Regions from separate parts of the Zea mays genome. Here region 1 is linked to region 2. Evidence: chromatin contacts called from public Hi-C data. All regions are on one chromosome and are shown on one strand. Each heading gives the region's core, a stretch centred on a gene start, on an enhancer-like site or on the middle of the called end of the contact. The rest is flanking DNA. Distances are from core to core; before and after follow the strand shown. Region 1 holds the start of LOC103650955 (sister chromatid cohesion protein PDS5 homolog A). Region 2 holds the start of LOC542126 (photosystem II subunit PsbS1).

The links. Hi-C and Micro-C count contacts between places; a contact is called where the count stands out from the background.
Region 1: a Hi-C map of ear shows a contact between it and region 2, with 2.7 times the contacts expected there. The contact joins the promoter of LOC103650955 here to the promoter of LOC542126 in region 2. A contact is called at or near these places in 3 of 25 Hi-C or Micro-C datasets (ear, root tip and tassel).

What each region holds. Positions count from the first base shown.
Region 1 is chr3:179,833,541-179,838,126 of Zm-B73-REFERENCE-NAM-5.0, forward strand. LOC103650955 (sister chromatid cohesion protein PDS5 homolog A) reads left to right here and starts at 1,354. Exons shown (of 31, transcript XR_002268151.2): 1 at 1,354-1,677; 2 at 2,552-2,749.
Region 2 is chr3:179,565,479-179,569,475 of Zm-B73-REFERENCE-NAM-5.0, forward strand. It overlaps LOC542126 (photosystem II subunit PsbS1), which reads right to left and starts at 1,359. Exons shown (of 4, transcript NM_001111758.2): 1 at 981-1,359; 2 at 694-813. The coding sequence starts at 1,190. TRNAQ-UUG (transfer RNA glutamine (anticodon UUG)) reads left to right here and starts at 2,212; the gene lies at 2,212-2,283. It overlaps LOC103650953, which reads right to left. Exons shown (of 3, transcript NM_001150764.2): 3 at 2,649-3,377. The coding sequence ends at 3,075.

The DNA.
Region 1 (4,586 bases), core at 104-2,603, 270 kb after region 2:
CCACGACCACCCTTGTCGTCGTCGCCCCCACCATTGTCGCCGCCCTCGCCTTCCATCGCCGTCGTCGCTGGCCTTGTCGTCGTCGTTGCCGACCTAGCCACTACCTCCACCTTTGCTAGCACTGCCCTTACCGTAGGCTCCGTCGCTCTGGCCACCGCCCTTGCCCTTACCGTCGGCACCGCCGCTCTTACCGCTGCCCTTGCCCTTGCCACCGACATCACCCTTGCTGTTGTCGCCCTTGCCACCGACCGAGCCCGTCTCCTCCTCCTCCCCCCGTCTCCTCCTCGTCCTCATCCAACTCATTTGAGCCGGCAAGGTCCGGGCACTCCATGGCCTTGAGGAAGGCCCGCTCACCCAGGGTCCCGGTCGATGGCGATCACGTAGGCAACGAGGAGGTCCCACTCTTGGAGTCAGAGTACTCTTCGGAGTTCTTTGAGTCTCCGAAGGACTCAGAGGAGGGTGTAGGCACCCTCTTGCATTCCCCATCGTCGTCCATGGTGCTGGAATAATGTTTTTTTCTAGTTTGGAAGGAAAGGGAGAAAGTTTCAAGAAACCAGAGACAAAGCGAGTGAAGAAGGCAACACCATAGACTCAAATGTTTATTAACAGAAGGGGTCACCGCTTTGCCTCTCGTTTGTACAGTGAACAGTCAGGGGCATAAGGCGTATTATTACACCAAGGAACGACTGCTAGAGATTTGAATATAAGGAACGTCTCACTCCCTTTGTCGCCTATGGGGCATAAGGCGTGAGGAATAGTCAGGGGCATAACACATATACATTCAAACAAAAAATTATATTGGTTGACTGCTAGAGATTTGAATATAAGGAACGTCTCACTCCCACACCCCCTCTGCCGCTTGTGGGGAGGGCTCCGGCACCCCGTCTGCACGCAAGGGGGTGCATGGAGAGGGAACTCTAATCTTCTTATCTCTGTTAATCAACGATAATAATTGTAAAATTATTTTTTATATTTAATTAGAAAATAATAATATGTATTATTGTATTATAAATATGATAGTATTTTTTTTAAAACATCAAAAACTGATGTATAAAAGTTAATAACTCAATTAAAAAATGAAGGGGAGTTAAAAGGGAATCATTGAAAGGTGGTGAAAGATGAGGAAGAATTGTTGAGGGAAAAATATTTAATATAAATAAAAAGTATGGATGAGAGATTTGTAAAGGGAATGTTTAGAGTTAGTCAAGGTCATCTCCATCAGGCTGTGTAAAGGTTATGTAAAGTATTGTTTTGTATTATTTATTACAACAAGGTTATGTAAAATATCGTTTTATATTATTTATTATAATGTTTGAAGAATATGTTTGAAATAGAGATTAAGATAAGAATATCGAAGCATTTTGTAGAAGTACGGCCACCGATAGACCTCGAAAGGTAGCCATGGCTCGCTGGCCGACTCCGCGCTGTCTGTGACTGTGACTGTGATTGTGAGACACTTCTCTTCTATCTCCTCCATTTCATGGCCTCCCGCCTAACCCTCATTTACCCGCCCGTTCTCCCGCCGCTCAGCATTCTAGGGTTTTCAGTTTTTCGAGCTCCAGTGCGCCGCGGCCGCCGCCCGTGATGCCTGACTCACCGGAGCTAGTCGTGAGGGCGCTCGGGAAGCGCCTGGCGCAGCCGCGCTTAGGCAAGGACGCCCTTATCAAGCTCCTCAAGGTGACCACTGCTCATTTCCACCCGATTCTAACCCAGCACGCTTCCATTTCCCGTGAAACCGCGCTGCCTCTGAAGTTTCGAATTCGTACGAGGCCTTGCTGTAGCGCGTTGCTAAGGTCGATGGAATTTGCTACTCAAATTTGCAGTCACAGTTCAGGGAGTTGATGTGGCCTCCTGACGCTTTTGGTGAACTTGACTTCCATGTTGTAATACGTACTGATTTCCATCTGAAGCTGGAGTGGTGTAGTAGTACTGAAAAAGTCGTGTATATACTAGTGGGGGATGTCGTGTTTGGTTAAGGTGGTGTTTATGTTCTTTGATATATATACCAAAGAGTTGGTTTCGGGTCCGGGGAATGTTTTTTGGGTCTTGCAAGGCACCTTCGTCTACCTGGCACTTGGAGGCAGCAGAAAAATGTTTGTGGAGTTTTGGACATTCAGTTGAACTGCCTGCTGTTCCATGTTTATTTTCTTTCTGAACTGTTATAACTGAGGAAGCTGCTAGTCCTGAAAAATTTTATAGGTAAGGAATGAAAGGATATATGAGGCATGATCATACATATTTCTGTAAATTGGCAGCGAGCCGTTAATATTTAACTGATTTTCTTGCATCCTGTTGCATTTTTTCACAATAAACCTTCTCTTGGAGATTTATTGGATTTTCTTAGGGTTCACTGTCTTTTAGCTTTGTGCTAATGTGAGTTGATGATCCAGTTGTTGAAACAGTTCAGCCTAGCAGAGTTCTTCAGAAGCTAGACATGAACTTGTCCATTATTAATACATACTTAAGCTGGACAATCATACTGACAAAAAGGCTCAAATATTGGTGGATTCATATTCTTTACTGCCCTAACACATTTATGTTCTTATTGCAGCAAGCTGAAAGTGCATTATCAGAGTTTAGTCAATCATCCTCTCTGCAGGATCCTCTTCATGCTCTGAGCAAATCTCTTGTCCAGACCACTTTACTCAACCATAAGGATAAGGATGTCAAGCTTCTTGTTTCTGTTTGTTTAATCGAAGTTATGCGTGTTCTTGCACCTGATCCACCTTTTAGTGATGAAATACTTAAGGTATTTAACAGTCATGTCACTTTTCTACTATGTATCTGGTGATGTAAAATGCTACTCCCTCCGTTCGTTTCTACTAGGAGCATTAGAATTTGAAAATTCTAACTTCATAAACTTGGACAACAGTTAGTCAAATTATATGCATGCTTATAGTATGAAAGCTATATAGTAGATTCATATTTCACATATCTTTTCATGTGACATTGATTTTGTAGTGATTGATGATATAATTAAAGAAAAACTAGTGGTCAGTGTATATATATAATAGGGCAGATCTATTCATCAACTAGGGTGATATACCAGGGGTCAATCACCTGGACCCGACCAAGCGCCCCTCGCGCGTAACCAATCGAGCCGCCCCCACGTGCCCGACCGAGCCGCCCCCGTGACCGCTCGCGTCCCCCAGCCGACCGAGCGAGCCGCCTCCCATACACGCGCTCGAATGACTTAGTGCCCTCAAAATGACTTAATGTTTTCTTTACGCTTAATGACTTAATGTTGCCTGAACGATTGAATGACTTAATGTTGCCTACAATGACTGAACTAAAAAACAAGGAATGCATGTGAAAACATGAAAAATGACTGAAAAACAAAAAATGACTTAACGTTTCCTAAAATCTGGAATTACCGAAAAATAAAAAATATTTGAGAAAACACGAAGAATGGCTGAAAAATAAAAATGACTTCATGTTTCCCTGAAAATGACTTAATGTTTCCCCGAAAAATGACTTAATGTTTTACTGGGCAAAGGGAGCCGAGCCGCGCGGGCGTGAAAGGGTGCGGCGGGGGAAAGGAGCCGCGCGTGGCGTGTAGGGAGCCGAGCTGCGCGTGGGGAGTGTGGGCTCGGTCGGACTGGCGCGCCACCAGTCCAGGTGATGTATAGGTTATATATATATATATGTGTGTGTGTGTGCAGTGTTCGGCTAGGCGGCGGCTAGGCGGCGCCTAGGCGCGCCTAGGCGCTAATCGGCAGCCCACCGCGTAGCCTAGGGCGCTGTGCGCTGTCTAGGCGGGCGCATCGCCTAGGTGTAGCTGGGAGCGGGGGAGGGAAGGGAGCTCGGGGCGGTGCACGTCGATGTAGGCCGACCTCGGGCTCGGTGGGCGGCCGTCCGTCGGGGAAGGACTCTAGCCAGGCTCGCGCGGAGATCTCCCATGGGTGCGGCGGCCGCGTCGAAGAGGAGGAAGGCGGCGCGGCGGGGGTTAACGGTTGCGGAGGGGTCGGGTTCGGGGGCGTGGCCGGGGCGGTCCCACCGGGGCCGGGGGCTTGGGGGGTGGAACGGCGCGGGGACGGGGAAGGGCAGCGGCGCGTCCGGCGGGAGAGCGCGCAGCGGGAGGATGGCCTGGGGCTCCGGCATTCGCGGCGGCGGCCGAAGTTAGAGTACCGAGGTGTGGCGGTGACCTGATGGGTTTTGCCGTTTTGGGGGTGCTTGTGGATTTGTGCTGCGGGGGCTCGACCATACCAGTAGGAAATATGTGCTCGCGTTGAAGGGGTTAGTACCTATCTATTAATCATTTCAGCAGTACTATGATTAAATTTCAGAACTGAAAATGTTTTTGTTTCTAATTTATATAGTAGTTATATACGTATATATAGTTATATACATAATATATATATAATTTATGGCTATATTGCCAAAACGCCTAGAAAAGCGCCTAGAAGCGCCTAAGACCGAGTACTCCCGGCTAGGCGCTAGGCAATGGGTCACCGCCTAGATTCCGCCTAGCACCTAGCTGAACCTTGTGTGTGTGTGTGTGTGTGTGTGTGTGTGTGTGTGTGTGTGTCCAAAGACCTTTGCAAACTACAATGCATCTACTAACAATGAACAGAAGTAGTACCTAA
Region 2 (3,997 bases), core at 109-2,608:
ACCCACCACTCCTCTTTTTTTCCTACCCTGCTGAATTTAACCCATGAAGCTGCTAACTTTACAAAATCACAGGTAACTGCGACTACCATATGTATGTCCATATCCATATCATGCTACGGCGGCGTCAGCTATCACAAAAATGAATGGCTATGTTTTTTTTTGCTAAGATAAATATATATCCTAATATATTACCAGATATCGATGGTGTGTACTCCTCTAATTATATTGGTCAATACGAAAGATATTGCATCTGTTACACTATCTCCATTTTTAATTTGTAATATAATGTTTAAAACAAAACTAGTTAGATAAAAAGCTAACTAACTTATTCTAAACGTCATATATATGTAAACGCAGAGAGTATATATAAGAACAACTTCCTTCTACCCCTCCAAGTCTAAATTATAAATCTTTTGGATAAGAATTAAATCAAGCTTATAAAACTTTGACTATAAATAACCGTTTTATTATTTAGTTTTAAAAACTAATAGTCACGTGTTATACACCAATTTATTTAAGAAAGTATTTAAAAAAACATAAATATTAAGAGTTTATTTTAATTTTTAAATGGTTAAAATTGTATTTTGAAGGCCGTGTCGTCAACGACTTATAATTTCGGAGGGACGGAGTAATTCCTTCCGGTGTGCATGAACACACTCCATATGCAGATGCAGTGCTTTTGACTATACTCACGGCAAAGCCAAGCATGGCAACGCGGCCGACGAACAGCTCGTTCTCCTTGGTGAAACCGATCCCGCCGGACGTGCCGAAGATACCATCCTCAACCTTCGGCTTGGGCTTGGGCGCAGCAGCCTGTACAGCAAAACCATCATATATATACACACACATAGCAACACATGACAGGGAATAGAATAAAACTAGCCAGGAGCATGCATGCGTGCACATAACACACGGCACAGCAGCAGTACAGTAGTGTACGTGCAGCTAGCTAGCTAGCTAGCCATGCACGGGTCACGGACCTTCTTCGCCGGCGCGGTCTTGACCTTGGATTTGCCGAACAGGGCGAGCGTCTTCACGGAGACGGACTTGGAGTGCCTGTAGCCAGCTGACGAGGACGACGACGACGGCAGCGGTAGCCGCGGGTATGGAGCCGGCCGGACGGCCTGAAGAGACGGCAGCGCGCGGCCGCCGTTGACGCTGGTCGACATGAGCATGGACTGCGCTGCCATATGTGCCGGCCGCCTACTCACGAACGAACACAAATTAAACAAGCACAGAGACGGATAAAGAGAGGAATGCGCAGCAGCCACTCGCGCGCTGAGGATGGAGGCTAGCTGAGCACTACTCGTAGTCGGTAGTCCTAGGCGAGCGCGCGGCTGCTGCTTGCTGCGTGTGGTCGTGGGCGGGGGTCTGTTGCTCCGAGGCTGCGTGGCCAGCTCTTATGAATGGGAATCACAGACGCGGGCAGCGTGAAGCTGGAGTGGCGCCAAGTGGACTAGTGGAGGTGTCCATTGGCGAGCGGCGAGGCGGAGGATAGGGTGCGCCTGTTCAGGGTGGGCTGCCAGGAGGCCACGTCGCCGCAATTCCAATCTATGGCTGCGCTGCGGCAGGGGCAGCGCCGTCCGAGCCCAGCAGCCAGTGCGTGCGGCTGCTGCGATCCCCGGCCGGACGCACGTGTACGGCTGGACCTGGACGGTGGGGGCGCATTGGGCGTGGGGGCGTGGAACGAAAACAAACTGATGGCGCCGGTCGCTGAGATACACGCGTCAAGAAAAAAGTGTTCTGCCCTTCCAGCCTTGAGGCATGTGATGACTGCTGTGACTGTGAGTTTGCGACACTATGGAGCAGGTAGCTGATAGCAGCGTGCCCTCCCGTTTCTCTCGGTCGGGTCGATGGATTGGATTGGATGTTGCTACTCTCTCCATTCCAGATTATATATCGTTTTAATTTTTCTGTAAACATAAACATTATATATAAAATACTGAACACATACAATTTACAATGGACGGGGGTAGCATTTTGAATTTGAACGTTGAAGATCGATTTTGAAGGAAGAACTCTCGCGCCAAGCATAAAGGCCGCTTATTCCGTAGCGGCGCCATTTCGGGTGCAACAAAATTACAATGGATTCGTTGGATACTTCGGTGTTCTGACTAGACCAAATGGTTTCGACTTTCGAGGTAGTGGGAAATGGATTTGGTTCCATATGCTGGGGTTTAATAATTAATTGTCCACATTATGACATAAACGGGTTCCATAGTGTAGTGGTTAGCACTCCAGACTTTGAATCTGGCGACCTGGGTTCGAATCCCGGTGGGACCTATTTTTTTGCCGTTATGGAAACATGTTCTTTTTCCTAACTTTTTTTTCCGGTATGGAAACATGTAAAAGAGATAGCATATACAGTTCACAAAAGCATGGTTTCGAATCCCTGTGGGTCTAATTCAGAATGCACCTTTTTCCCTGTTGCGAAAAGAAATAACATATATATACAATTCAGAATCCATAAAAGTTTCCTTTCCGCTGTGGGTCGACCCAAAAGGCCAAAAGACGTCAAAATGAGCCAATCCAGGTTTAAGGCAAGAAAACTATTTCCTTCGCAGCAAGAAATCATCGATAGCCGAGTGAAGGTGGTGGAGCCCATGCATATACATAAAAAAACACAATATTTGCTTCGCAGCAAGATATCGTCAAATATTATAAATATTAATAAACAAGAGCATTGTAGCCTCAAAGTCACAGTGCCAATCTACAAGTTGCTTAGGTGTTACTTTAGATGAGGTATGAGAGTTGGGACCAAGGGGTTTGATACATGGTACGCTTCTCTTCTTTCCGATTCCTGATTGCAAAATGTATGTAAATCCTGCATCCAGTTACCCGCCTGCACTCTCTTAATTCTCCTAATGAACAATAATGTTATACCTACATGATTACACATTAACAACCCTTTCTTGTAGAGATCTTAGCATTAGCACGTGTTGATACATAAAGAATCCATAGCCTCCAGTGTAGTTGCTGATTAATTAAGACTTAAACATACCTCTATGTCCCTACAAGAACGGAACTACAGCCTTCTCAAAATTTAGAGTACACCGTCATCAAGAAAGGTGCATTCAATCCTGATGGTTCTGCTTATTTCTTTCTCGTGTGAATGCTTTAAGTAGATCGAGCCCAAGAAATATGTTAAGCAGATTCATTCCTGCCATACCAAGTAGAGCTAGCGGAAGCTCAATGCCCTTCCCAAATTTGTGGGCATCAGAGATGAGCTTGTAAGTAATCAAGATATGGCATATCACCCTTGCTGTTACAAAGGTAGTCCAGTTGAGTACCCATTCCAGCTTCACCACTGTTCTGTCAAAATCCCGAAATCCAACCATTCGCCTGACTTTCCTTACATGTAAAAATATGGAGTGCAGCTGCAACCATAAACTTTGTCAGTTTTCTGCTGTGACTCAACTTGGTAATTCAGATAAATCACTACAACTAGGGGGAACTCTAATAGAATAATTATCAAACAAAAGCATCAACTGCTCACAGTGGAAGATGAGATTGACTACTTATTCTGGGGGACCCTTATTTATATACATGAATGAACACATCAACTGAATCTGTTGACAAAAAAGGGCTCTAAGATGGTTTCATAAATGCCACCAATTCAATCTCAGTAAAAGCATTTGAGTCAAAACAAATATGCAACTGCACAAACCAGTGGTCGAAACCTAAGTGGGCAGGCAAAATAGTTACTCCCCCCCCCACCCTGAGTGTCCACTAGGGTATTGCATGGCTTGCACTCAGTCATCCCAGCGCGCTCCAAAATTTCGAGGGTGTACTGCCGCTGAGATAGAAGCATCCCGCCACCGGTGCAAGTAACATTGACCCCAAGGAAGTGTTGGAGGGGACCAAGGTCCTTCATGGGGAAGGAGGCTTGCAGAGCAGTGATGATCTGACGAAGTAGAGCAGTTGTCAATGCAGTCAGGACAATATCATCCACGTAGAGCAACACGAAAGCAGTGCGCGACCCCTCGTGAAGGATGAA